3 separate regions of the Zea mays genome follow, and all the other regions are linked to region 1. The links are chromatin contacts, called in public Hi-C maps. All regions are on one chromosome and are shown on one strand. Each heading gives the region's core, a stretch centred on a gene start, on an enhancer-like site or on the middle of the called end of the contact. The rest is flanking DNA. Distances are from core to core; before and after follow the strand shown.

Evidence for each region. A called contact is a pair of places that touch in the nucleus more often than the background predicts.
Region 2: a Hi-C map of root tip shows a contact between it and region 1, with 5 times the contacts expected there. The contact joins the promoter of LOC118473532 here to the promoter of LOC103642193 in region 1. A contact is called at or near these places in 6 of 25 Hi-C or Micro-C datasets (bundle sheath, ear, leaf and 2 more) and 2 of 3 datasets of contacts at active chromatin or transcription factors (leaf and seedling).
Region 3: a Hi-C map of root tip shows a contact between it and region 1, with 4 times the contacts expected there. The contact joins the promoter of LOC103642188 here to the promoter of LOC103642193 in region 1. A contact is called at or near these places in 8 of 25 Hi-C or Micro-C datasets (bundle sheath, ear, endosperm and 3 more).

What each region holds. Positions count from the first base shown.
Region 1 is chr10:150,348,655-150,353,098 of Zm-B73-REFERENCE-NAM-5.0, forward strand. It overlaps LOC103642193 (endoglucanase 13), which reads right to left and starts at 3,132. Exons shown (of 7, transcript NM_001301506.1): 1 at 2,893-3,132; 2 at 2,540-2,752; 3 at 2,247-2,447; 4 at 2,054-2,143; 5 at 1,143-1,932; 6 at 1,001-1,048; 7 at 598-893. The coding sequence starts at 3,132. The coding sequence ends at 598.
Region 2 is chr10:150,207,818-150,212,141 of Zm-B73-REFERENCE-NAM-5.0, forward strand. It overlaps LOC118473532 (indole-3-acetaldehyde oxidase-like), which reads right to left and starts at 1,513. Exons shown (of 1, transcript XM_035963275.1): 1 at 538-1,513. The coding sequence starts at 1,269. The coding sequence ends at 538. LOC100382191 reads right to left here. Exons shown (of 4, transcript NM_001361631.1): 4 at 3,181-4,219. The coding sequence ends at 3,365.
Region 3 is chr10:150,173,645-150,177,960 of Zm-B73-REFERENCE-NAM-5.0, forward strand. LOC103642188 (protein S-acyltransferase 11-like) reads left to right here and starts at 1,432. Exons shown (of 5, transcript NM_001301502.1): 1 at 1,432-1,677; 2 at 2,069-2,306; 3 at 2,427-2,725; 4 at 2,830-3,340; 5 at 3,448-4,041. The coding sequence starts at 1,639. The coding sequence ends at 3,336.

The sequences.
Region 1 (4,444 bases), core at 1,882-4,381:
GCCTAGGCGCCCAAAATCATATGCCTTGGGGCGGTGCTCGCATGCACCCAACAGTTTTGTAGAGACAAAGCAATCACATTTTTAAATCATACATATTTCCTTTCTCTTGACAAAAATAGAATTTTAGATCCGAAAGAAGTCAGATTTTCTTAAATTAATTAAGTTTGTAAAAATCATATTAATATTTACTTTATAAAGAAATTTAATATAAAAAATATGTTCATAATTAATCTTAAAATAAATATTGTTATGTGTATACTTTTTATTAAACTTAAAATTGTTTTACCTTTTTTTTTAAAAAATGACAATTGCACTCGCGTTTTTGGGATCGAGAGGGGATCACTCACGGGGAGTTGACGGGACGGGACGGAAGTAAAGCATGCTGTTATACATAGAACTGAATGCTCCTCGCGATGTTATACCTAATCGTCTCCAATCTCGTGGAAAGATTCAGACACACATGAACGAAAAAAAAAAAGAAATAATGATGTAGTAGTAGAATTGCAGCGAGCAGAAACCAGACCGTACAAAGAAAAAAAATGGGGGATGGACGCAAACAAAAAACCACCGGGGGGCCGGGCCGGCGAGCATGCAGCCTCAAGCAGTCTTGTAGCTGGCCACGGAGAACCTGGCTGCGGGGCCGCCCTGGATGTACACGATGGTGAACTGCTCGCCGGCCGCGAGGCTGGTGAGCCACGTGGGGAGCTCGTACGTGTCCTTCTCCTTGGCGGCCGACACGCCGTAGATGGGGCCCGACAGCCCCTTGACGTGCAGCTTCAGGTACGTGATGGGGTGCCCGCACGTGTTCTTCGCCGTCACCACGTGCCGGTAGTACTCCACCCCATTCGTCGTCCACGAGTTGCTCACCGTGTGCACGAACTCCAGAGGAGACCCTGCACGGAGGTGAAGAGAAACGGAGAGTCCATGTCATCGTCAGCTCCTCGAATCAACCTGCATCGTCCTGGTACGATTGCAGCTGCAATGGAACTTCAGTTCTTACCCTTTGATGGCGGCGAGTGAGAAGAAGGCGCCGGCCTGTTACTGTTATCTGCAATCACGGTGGCATCATCCATTGTTCAGTGACGACCGGACGTACGATAGATCGGTGCGACAAGAACGTGTTCGATGGTGATGTTGTTTACCGGAGGCGTCGGCCGGCTCGGAGGCGAGGCGAGCGAAGACGCCGCAGATCGGCGCGTTCCCTGCGAGGGTGGGCTCGGCCTGCTGGTAGTTGCAACGGTCGTCGACGAAGCCGTCGGCCGCGTCGGGCCCGCCGACGACGGCGCCGTGGAGGACGTTGGGGTCGGCGCCCTTGCTGTTGTAGTACCTGTCGAAGCCGTCCATGCACCCGACCCTGGAGTCCATGGCGTAGACGGACGGGATGGAGGCGCCGCGGTGGTGCACGTGCGTCGGGAAGTAGCTGCCGTAGCCGACCATGTAGCTCATGCCCCTGGGGTTCTTCCCCAGGACGTAGTCCGCCTGGGACCTGGCGAACCGGACCATCTCGCCGGGCGCCACCTCGCCGTCGGGGCACCTGAGCGCGCCGCGCGACGCCGCGAGGTAGTCGGCGTAGACGGCCAGGAGGAAGGTGGCGGAGCTGACGTACTGCATGTTGTTCCACTCGTCCGTGTGCAGGAGCCCGCCCGGGGTGAGCTTCATGTTGTGCCCGCCGTTCTTCTGCAGGCAGGCGCACAGGAAGAACTCCGCCTTCGCCTGGTACTGCCTCAGCGTGTCGGCGTGCTCGCCGCCGCCGCCGGCGAGGAGCGCCTTGGAGAGGAGCACCTGCAGGCCGGCGTACTTGTTGTCCCAGGAGAACTCGAGCACGGACCAGCCGATCCCGCCGAACTCCTCGGCGTTCCGGGACACGTACTGCAGGTACTCCTCGTCGCCGGTGGCCTCGTGCAGCCACGCGGCCGCCCAGAGCAGCTCGTCCTGAGCAATTCATTCATCGTGAAATGGCTATCAGAATCAGCCCCGAGCTAATTGTTCGATTCAGAAGAAAGAAAGTAATTGTTCGATCGCGCGCATTGTTTGTTACTGCTCTTAATCCTACCTGGTAGCCAGAACCGGAAGGGTAGAACTTCTTGGTGCTCTGCAGGGAGTCATCGTACCTGCCTCTGAACGTGTCGGCGAACGTGAAGAGCTGTCCGTGTCACCAACGAAGATTTTAGTAGAACGAACTGAACCATACCGTACTCTGAATCGCATCACAATTCACAACACATATACACAATGCACTACTGTACCTGCTTTGCGTGCAGCAGCAGGAGGTCGGCGTACATGGAGTCGTACGGGCGGAAGGCCTTGGACGCGGCGGCCAGCGCGGCGGCAGTCTCGCCGGCGACCTCGGACCCCGGGTGGGTCATGTTGATCTTGAACGCCGTCCGCGGCGTGGACATGTCCTCGGCGCGCTCCCAGCACAGGTGGTCGCTGTCCCCGTCGCCCACCTGCAGCAGATCATGATCAGCACCGTTTGAGCTCTGGAGGCAGGGCAGAAGCTGGGCCGGGAATCTCCGCTGGGCCTGTATGTGACGCGTACCTGGACCCAGAGGCTGTTGGGCTCGGTGTGGGCCTTGACGAAGTAGTTGGTGCCCCAGCGGATGGCATCGAGCGCGCGCTGGTGGTTGTTGGCGGCCACCATCTCCTTCTCGAACTCGAGCACCCCCCACGCGAGCATCGTCACCGCGTACGCCATGGGGAACCCGAACTTGACGTGGTCGCCCGAGTCGTAGTACCCGCCCACCAAGTCCACCTGCACGCATGCAACGCAACGCAGCAACGGGACGTCGTTGGCGTCGTCATCAGCTCCGATGGACGAATCACGGCTGGCGTTCTGCCGGTGCTGACCAGAGAGAACGGATGTCGGATCGGACTGGAAGTACGTGTGCGTACCCCCTGGGAGAAGCCGTCGGTGAGGGCGGAGTCGCCGCGCCAGTGCACGCGGCGGTCGGCGGGGAGCTTCCCGGACCGCTGCGCCTCGAAGAACTGCAGGCACTTGTCGAACGCGCCGGCGTAGTCGAACGGTGCCGGCGTTGAGGCGCCTCCCGCCGCCGTGGCGAGGAGGAGGAGGAACGACGCGGCTACAGCCAAGGTGGCCGGCGTCTTGGTCGACGTCTTCATCAACCGCGGCATGCTGGCTGGACCTCGAGGTAATGCTGCCGCTGCTGTCGTCGTCGTTGGACGTTGGCAGTGGCTGGTGAGCCCGGCGAGCGGCGAGGACAAGTTTTATAAGATGCGCCGTGCGCGAGTTCGTTGGATCGAGCTCGCCGTCGACCGACGACATGGTAGTGCACGCACGCATGTACGGTACTACGTAGGTCGTGGTGCCAGGCACGTCGGGAAGGACGACGACGCGCGCGAGGGCCGTCGGGCGGCACCGCGGAAGGGAGCCTCACTCTACCGGAGTTTGAGCCATGCACGTCTCGGGGAATGTGCAAAATAATGGTCTGGAGATCGTGCGGCAGTCACTTCTCACTTGTGTGCCATTAGCGAGACAGCGACCAAGTTGTTGTGTCGTCGCGCAGACCAACTCAATTAAGTATTTATGACTCAACCAGTGCGGCAGTGCATGCCTACGCACAATTTTTTTTGTACGTGCGTATGGATTATGCAGTGAAGCCTTTGCAGTCCATAATTGTTAAGTTAATGTTCATAATAATCATTTGTTAGAATATTAGAGATGTGCTTTGCGACCGCTCAAACTCAAAATATAGTTGACGACTAGAATAACAACACCAGCTTGTTTGCTAGAGAAACCGAACTTCAGCACAAAGGATGTTTAGGGCCTGTTTGTTTCAGCTTATAGATTATATAATCTGGATTATAATCTAAATTATATAATCTAGATTATAATCTAGACATAATATAATATATATATAGTTGTTTGGTAGTCTAGATTATACAAATATAGATTATTCATAAAGACAACAGTACATTTGTTTGTTTATTTGAGGTGAGGAAAGAATGATGACATATATTGTAATTTCTATTTATATAACCATGGATAGTGGGTCTTTTGCCAAAATAATCTTAAATAAGCTACTCTTGAGGAGATTATGAGATTATCATAATCTGAGCTTTAGATTATATAATCTGAACCTATAATCTAGATGTTTGTTTGACTACTGGATTATTTGCGCTGAATTATATAATCTAAAGAGATTATATAATCCGAAACAAACAGGGCCTTAGTATCAATTAGAATCGGTTAGAATACTGGATTTCTAACCTTTACTGTCCGGTTAGGAATAAATAATTCGTTGTTTAGTTTCGATTATATGAACCACTACTAATAAATGACTGTTACACCACGTTTGGATGTAGATATTAATGTTTTGAACTGGAAATCAGAACCAAGATTCCTGTCTTTTAGGGATTTCACCATCGATAAATGCATGCTTTGATATTTCAGACCTGGCTAAAAATCAATACTCCCTCCGTTTCT
Region 2 (4,324 bases), core at 263-2,762, 140 kb before region 1:
CCATGTGTTTGAAATCTGTATTGTATGTGATATTCTATGTTGCATGTGATATTATGTTTGTCTAATTTTTCATTTCTGTAATTTTTATTTTTTTCTGGAAAAGGGTTAAGAACGTGGGTACCCACGTTCTTAACGTTAAGTTCGTGGGTACCGTCGAACTTAATGCGCAGCCCACGCAGACCCACGGAGGCCAAATAAGTTCGACGGCCACGTGGCCCCGTCGAACTTAACAATAAGAACGTGGGTACCGTCGAACTTATGGGAACAAATTCGACGGCCCCCGTCGAACTTAAAAACGCACGTTCTTAATGTTAAGTTCGACGGTACCCACGTTCTTAATGTTAAGTTCGACGGTACCCACGTTCTTAATGTTAAGTTCGACGGGGCCGTCGAACTTACTTCTCTAAGTTCGTCCAAAAATCGCCGTCGGCTATATTCGTCGGTAAACCCACGTTCTTACGGTAAGTTCGACGGCTTATTACATTAAGTTCGACGGTTTTTCACCCACGTTCTTTAACCAGTTTCCTGTAGTGAGGATAAGAAGGTGAACAAGAAGCTGACAGCCAAGCTGACCCTATACTCAGGATGTGTTGTGCCTTCTGGTGGTGAAACCGTCTCTTTAAGCAACTGAACTGCTTTAAGTATAACAGAAGAGCTCAGTGATTTACCCTTTAGAAAATCCTCTACCTTGCTAGCTCTGATGGCATGGTCAGCTCCATAAGCACCGAACACCAAGCATATATCCTCCATGATGTTCTTCCCTGAAGCTGCATCAGTTGAAGTCCTTGCCAAGAGAGCAGCATTGACATATGAAGCAGCATTGCCAAATGGCCGAGGCGCTGCCCGGAATGTCTCAAAGGTGATGCCATCTGAATCCCACTTTGGGATGAATATGCTCATCAGCAGGGTCCTAGAATCACATGGAGACTGCTGCAAGAACTCCTCCAAAGTAAGGCACAACCTTTTGGAAGCCGTCTGGATTGTGACTGTTGTACCTGCAGCCAGTAGCACAGTTGCTATGTCTGACTCGAATGGCAACCTCTGCGCCATGATTATGTTGCCACCTATGGTTGTTGTGTTCCGAACAAATGGCGAAGCCACTTTGCTTAGGTGATTGGCAATTTTTTTGAAGACCAGATTTCCATCTGACAACACCTCAATGGCTGTAGCCTGTAGAGATGGACACAACCGATCCAAGCTCAATTCCCTTAACGCTGCTGTTGATGACTGATAGCTCTGGTATTCCTTTGATGTCAATGTACTTGTCATAGAGGTCCTGATCCATGTGTAAGGGAGTTCACTGCCACTCCCCGCTCATTTTTTCTGAAGGAGAAATATCCATCTTCTTGTTGTTTTGTACCGTTGGATACTTTAGCATCATTCTCATACTACTAGGAGTGTAGGTAAGGAGTCCACACACGAGTTTGTAAACACCATGTGTAAGGGAGTTCACCAACGTGATGTGCCTCACCTACAGGGGTGCTGCTTTGTCACCACCCTTGTGCCTTGTCCAGGTGCTACTTACCAGCCTCTTATTTTGTTTCTGAACTCAGGATCTTATGCTGGTCCTACAAGTAACATTAAAGCACTTCCCTCCCTGTTGGCATTAAAACCCCTGGCGTGGTTGTGTTGTACTGTTGTTTGTATTAGGCGAGCATCACTTCCAATTTGTTGTAGTAGCTTTTTCTTGCTACTTCATGGATCTTGGGTCTTCGGTTGTTGAGTTATTTGCTTCAGCAATTGGGCTTCTGACTTAGAGCTTTTGGATTTGTAGGCATTGCTGGTTGTCTTGAAGAAGATGATGGTGGGCTCTTCCCACCACTAGCAGCTATAGAGGAAGGGGAAATCTGTGGCTGACAAGGGCCCGCCGCCGCAACTGTGGTGGCAGAGAAGGTGGTGGCACAGTTAGGGCAGCCACAAGACCCCATCATCTGGGCGAGGCGGTAGCATCATACTTGTCATCATCCTATCACATAGCTTTGGTATTATTTCTGGTTTTTGGCTCATGTGCACGTTTGTTGGTATCATTAATCATTTTCACTTTAGTTACAATGATCGCCTAAATCCATGGTTTTTATTGCCTATAGTTGTTAATGTTTCTATGGTTTTGCAGTAGTTGCCTAAAAACTGAAAGTATATGAACACTTCTCTATTTCAGACAAAAAGTTTTGGGGCTTTATGCTGTTCGTTGGAGACTGTACATGTGGCCATAAGTCTATGTTGGATCAGAAATGTGATTTATTAGAGTTACGAAAATTGATGTGTATGATATAGACATTTGAGCTGGGGCTAATGCCCGTTTACATCTTATTATTGTTGTTGTATGCTTGTGTGCTTAATTTGTTGTTTCTATAGATTAATGTGAGGTATAATCTTGTTTTCGGCTCTCCTGATGTTGTAGCTGTTGAGTGCAAGAAATCACATGCAAGCTGGGTTGTGTTAGACAAGTAATGGTCAACTACTAAATCAGTAGTTTCTTTAATACATCCTGCATTATCTAATTGTTATTTTTGCTTATTAAATTGTATGTTGTTGCTGCTCAAGGATTTGAAGCATGAGGAGAAGCATTGTGGGGGAGAAGCTTCAGTGCAATATTGTTGTTGTATAGGGATTAACATCCTCAAGATCACTTGGAAAACTTTCACAAAAAACTCGTAATGCAAGCATATGTTTTATTGGAAAAGTTTTCCAAGCTGAATTTCTGAAAGCATCCTCACTGCTTTAGTTATGCTGAATTGGAATTTGCAGCTAGGGGTTTCTCACAAGTAAATTTCTTAGCTAAAGGTGGATTTTGGTCTGTTCATTGATGTGTCCTTTCTGATGGTGGCGTTGTTTGTTAGCTACAAAATCATCAATCAAATATTGTAATTATATTGCGTCATTGTTTTGTATCAATTTTAAGTTGCCGTAGCAACGCACGGGCACCCTACTAGTAATAAATTAAGTTGACCAATTATCTAGTTGTTCGTCTCGAGCATAGAGTTAAGACACTTACATTCATTATATTAGACACACTCGAAGACACGTATTATACATGTCCTGGATGGGAACTTGAGAAGCCAACAAAAGCAAATGCACAACAGTACGAGTGATGAAGCACGTAAACTGAAAGAATAAGAAATGTTTCAAAGGCAGAAAATGAGGCTCATATATACTGCATCTTTGTAACTCAGTCTCTGTGAATGGAACAACCGCCACCCTCTTTGTTAAAGATTGTATCCTCCAGTATTACATGTTACAACTTTTTATATATATAAATCACACACCCAGACATTGTACAAGAGTCCCAATGAGGCAGAAGAGTTCCAAGCTCGTTATGGGTTGAATGCTGGAACCGATCGGCCGACCGATCTGGCAAATCAATTTACCTGTCAATCCCCTCAATCTTGTCTTCAACCTCCGAATAGAGCTCCCTGAGCCTGTCCAGGTTCTCCTCCGTTGTCTCCCAGTAGCCTCTGCCACTGGCTTCCAGGAAGGTCTGCACCAACTTCCTGAACGAATTGGGGTTGGTGTCCATGAGCCTCTTCCTCATCGCCTCGTCCTCGATGAACGTGGAGTTGGCCTCCTCGTAGACCCAGTTGTCGACCTGCCCAGACGTGGCGCTCCACCCGACGGTGTTGGTGAGCCGCTTCTCGATCTCCCTGACCCCCTCGTACCCGCTCTTCATCATCCCCTCGTACCACTTGGGGTTCAGCAGCTTGGTCCTCGCGTCGAGGCGCACCGTCTCCGACAGCGTCCTCACCTGGGCGTTCGCCGTGGTGGTGTCGGCTATGTACGAGGACGGCGCCCGCCCGTCCTTGCGCAGCCCCTGCACGAGCTTGGTCGGGTCCGAGTCGAAGTAGTGGCTCACGTCCGTCAGCGAGATCTCCGACGAGTCGAGGTTCTGGAACGTGGCGTCCGCCGTCGCCAGGGCGAGCTCGAACGCCTTGCGCTTCTCCTTCATGCCTGCCCCAGGGGCGTCGCTGTCGAACGCGAAGGACTTGCGGCTCAGGTACATGTCCTGGAGCTGCTTCTCGTCGGTCCATGACGCGTTCTCCACCGCCAGGTTCACGTTGGACGAGTAGGAGCCTGATGCGTTCGAGAACACCCTTGTCGCCGCCTCCCTTAGCGACACGCCGAGCTCCTCCGCCTGCTCCTGGGCGTGCTTGCGCACGTAGTTCATCTCTGCTGGCTCGTCCAGTTCGGCCACCATCTTCACTGCCCTGTCCAGCAGGTTCATCTGCAGGCATCAAAATGCGTTCTTCCATTAGTAAATTATTATTCAGTTTAGTGCATCTGTGCGAATTACGCACAAAAACAAAAATCACAGGCAGTAATGTGTTGT
Region 3 (4,316 bases), core at 182-2,681, 180 kb before region 1:
GTAGTGGGTGACCAGACCCGTCCGCTACTAGTGTCACCTTGTCTTCTCGTCACTCGTTAGTTTATCGCCTTGTCGGGATCCCACACGCAGCGCCACTACTTTGCCTCCTATTCCACGTCGACCGGTGGGCAAGCTATTGGTGGGATCCTGCCTTGGCACCATGGTGTCACCACCATCTGCCCTCACTATGCCACCAGGGTCCCACCACGTCGTCGCAATGCAACAATTGTTGTCGCTTGCCGCTGCCTACAGCCGCTTGCCCTCGCATGTTGCTGCCTCATCATCGATATCTCAAGGCAGACTCACCACAATGACGCGTCGATGTGACCGCTTCACCCGTCTTTCTGTAGGGTGGCCAACATGGTTTTCTGATATTTATATTATTTTAGAACGCTCCTAGTATTGTCATCTGATCTTGTTATTATCATGAAGCTATTTTTATCTAGTCGTCTAGTATCATGGTTTGCCTTTTATGGTGTCGTCCCACCTAAAATTTTGTTCTGCGTCCGCCACTGCATATGCTCCACATACCAAATAAACCAAATGCTGATATTACGCTTGATCTTATTTGTTCTCATCTAGCTAGTTGTAGTATCCGGAAGGATTGTGCTCCATGCAGTTTCGTGTCATGTTGAGCTTTGGTGTTTTTTCACGCTCCAACTAGGAGGTGATGGCTTAGGTAAATTAGAAAAGGTATAAATGATTTTTTTAAAGTGACGACGATGGAAACTGAAAAAATTGATACTTTACAGGAGTAGAGAACAAAAGATATTGTCATTTGTCAATGGTCTAACCGAAAGAAGCAACCGAACGTCCACCCGTGTCTCCACTCGCGCTGGCGAAGGACGCTTGGAGAACCAAACCAAACCAAATTTCGCTTAACACCCTAAACTCTTCCTCGATTGGTTTCTCTGTCGGGATACGTTTTTAACCGGGCCCCTTCTGGATAGCGTGCAATCTGCTACAATGAGTGGTCTAAGTTCATGTGTTATAGTATGTTAATGCTGTTGTGCAGGCTTTAGTTTTGGTGCCAATTAGGTCCCCAACCCTCAAACGAAAAAAATTAAAGGTGGACATGTTAATTTAACAAAATAAAGAAGAGAAAAACAACAGAAGAATAAAATAATATTGGTTAATGTGACAAAACAAAAAGAGAAAAACAAGCGAAGAAAATAAAAATATAGAGTGGGAAAACTGCATAGATGCATGTCCAGCAAACCATCGACAAAACGCATGAAAATTCGAGTATAGATAACCAAGTCGGCATCAACCACTCTTGGACCAATCACCAACTAGAGCAGCGACGTGTCCGCCGACTCCCGGATCTCTCCTCCAACCCGTTCAGCTGTGCCGCCGGCCGCCGCCCTGGGCCTGGGTCGCACAAATTCGCGTCCGCTTCGTGGTGCCCGCCCAGCCCCAACCCTCGTGGTCGACTGGTCGTTGAAACCTATTCGCAGGAAGAAAAAAAAACATTCTTGTCCGCCCCGGCTCCAGGCTGCTAGTCTGCAACCCCCCATCCACCCGCGAAGTCTCCCACCACCGCGCCGATCCGGGGGCGGGCGGCGGGGGGGCCTCTTGCTCTCTACTCCACCCACTCGCGGCCTCACCCGTGGATCTACGCGGTGGCCGGCGGGCGCGATGGCGGAGGCGGAGCGGGAGCAGCGCCCGCTGCCGGAGGTTTGTCCCTTTGTTTGAATCCAAGCGTGTGTCTCCCTCGCTGTCCCCCCCAAAATCCAATTTTCCCCGTCCCCGCGCCCTGCGCGAACCATTTCGAACTCGGCGGTGAAGGAGACGACCGCCGACTGGATTGGGGCGACGGCTAGGAGCCCCGTGCTTTGTGATCGAGATTTGGCAGTCTCGGATAGCAGTGCCAGTTTAGTGTGTCTGTTCCCTGATGTGGTTACCTGACTTGGTTGGAAGTTATGGTCAAGTTTAGTATAGATAGATCCGATCCGATGCTTGTGCTCAGCTCATCTGGGACTGGGAGTATGACATTCCTTATTGGTGCATGACCGTAGTATCATCTGCAGCATTGAGTTAATTGTCAACCTCCTTTTATTATTTTCAGGTGGAGCAATCTGTCACGTCCATACCGGAAGATCATGAAGCAACATGTTGGGGCTGTGGGCTTCGGCTTGTCTTTGCGAGCTACTCACCTATCTACAAGTGTGGGTGGTGTGGAGCCGTCACGCAGAGCAACAACCAGACTGCAAGGAAACCTGATAGTATATGGTTTTCCCACTGGAGGCGCCTACGGGACAGGCTCTTCGTGGCTGTGCTCGTCCTCTTCATGCTCTTCGTTATATGTACGCTCCCCCCGGCCATCTCTTGCCATCGCCATGAGTTCATAACTTGTCACGGTTATTCGTTTGTCATACAGTTTCTTGGTCATTTGTTTATCGATCCTGTTATTTTGTTTGACACAGGTGGTGGGGTCTGGGCGGTATATCCTGTTGTTTTCTCAGTCAGCAAGTTCTGTGGCGTATTTCACTGCACGGTAGCAGCTGTGTTGGCTGTATGTACCGTCACAAGCTATTGCTTGGCCTCTTTGAAATGTGCAGGCGCACCAACAGACATAAGGTGGGGCAGCTATCCCGTGGTTGGGAAAGGGGATCTTGAGAACTATACCTTTTGTACATACTGTAGCAAACCAAAGCCCCCCAGAGCACATCACTGCCGGTCGTGTAAAATGTGCGTGGTGGACATGGATCATCATTGCCCATTTGTAAGTATGATCGCTGCACTATTTTCTTTTTGTTTGTATGTTTGTTGTTGTTCATTGTTAGTCGACTTGTTTATTCATCCCGTCCTCTTTCTGTTCAAGTGCAGATTGGCAACTGCGTGGGAGCATCAAACCATCAAGTGTTTGTGGTTTTTCTCATTTCTGTGGTTATCAGTTGCTCTTATGTCGCTGGGATGACCATATACGCGAGCTACCAGATATGGCCCTCCATTGAATTCCCAGACCTAGCATCATCATCTCGTCACTCGATGAGTTCTTGGAAAACGGTGCTGGAGATGATCACTACGGTTGCAGGCTCCGCCTTCTTCTTGTCAGCCAGGGGTCTAGTCCTGGTGTATCTGGCGTTTGCTAGCTCGTCAGTGAATGCTGGTATAGCTGTGTTGCTGTGCCAGCAGCTGAGCTATATCTACGAAGGGAACACGTACCTCAGCCGTCTGAGCTCACCACCGAATGCCTTGCAGCATGGAGAGAGGGGTTTGCAGAACATCGTTCGGTTTTTCGGGTGCCCGTATCCAGTCTCCAGAGCTGTGTTGCGACTGCGGTACTCCAACGCTGCCAAGTTGCAGGATGATTCAGGGTCGAAACTTCTTTAGAGAGGTATGGATCAATAGATCAGTCAAAATCCTCTGTTTTTTTTATGTTCCTTCTTATAAATCAGTCATGGTGTAACAGACAGTTTCGTTTACATTACATGTCGGTTTCAGTGCTATACTCTCGATTAAGACGCCGTTTCGAGTCGAGACAGTTCTGTTCTGTTACTCGGAAATTGTGATTTGTGAACCTCACTCAGTTGACCACCGGCAGATTTGTCTGAATAACTGAAGCCGTTTTAGGATGCAGCACTCATGACAACCCGTGTTCGATCTGGAGGAAGGATTAGTTGTTCATGAGGACGCCACTCGCATTGATTAGGTAGAGCAATTTTGGCAGATGCTGAAATACGGTGTGGCCTGCGCATTCATTGCCTGCAGACAATAATAAGGTGCTGATGGTCTTGCAACAGACTGCAGCACCTGAAATTCTGCATCACCATCACTGCCCTTTCCAACTCAGCAGAGCTTGAAGATGGCAGCAGCTTCATCCACAGCTGGTTGTTGCAGAAGAAATGATCATCATGATTAAATCTGACAGTAGTGGCTTCGAGAGTGATGCTAGGATGTTGGAGAGAAAAAAAATGTGTCCCGCCATACCTCTTTGATGTTAATTCACTGACATGTATATATACGATCGGAAACGTTGTAACGTTCACTTGATGTAAATTATTAGTCGATTAATCATGCACGTGTCCGTTCCGTGGTATGGATTGCATGGCGAATGGAAGAAGGAGACGAGATGATCGATCGATGGATCGGACAGCTGCTGGGCACGTATTATTAGGTACGTGTCCGTCCGGCACATGGTTTCCTTGCATCGCAAGCGAGACTGATTGGCCGTCATTCATTTGCCCCCGTTGTCGCCTCCACCCGTCCTGATCCTGACGCGACGAACACACATGACCTGACAGATCGACGACCTGAGAGAGCGATCGAGGCAAGAGATCCATCCACCAGGCAAGAAAATCCAGGTGATTCGT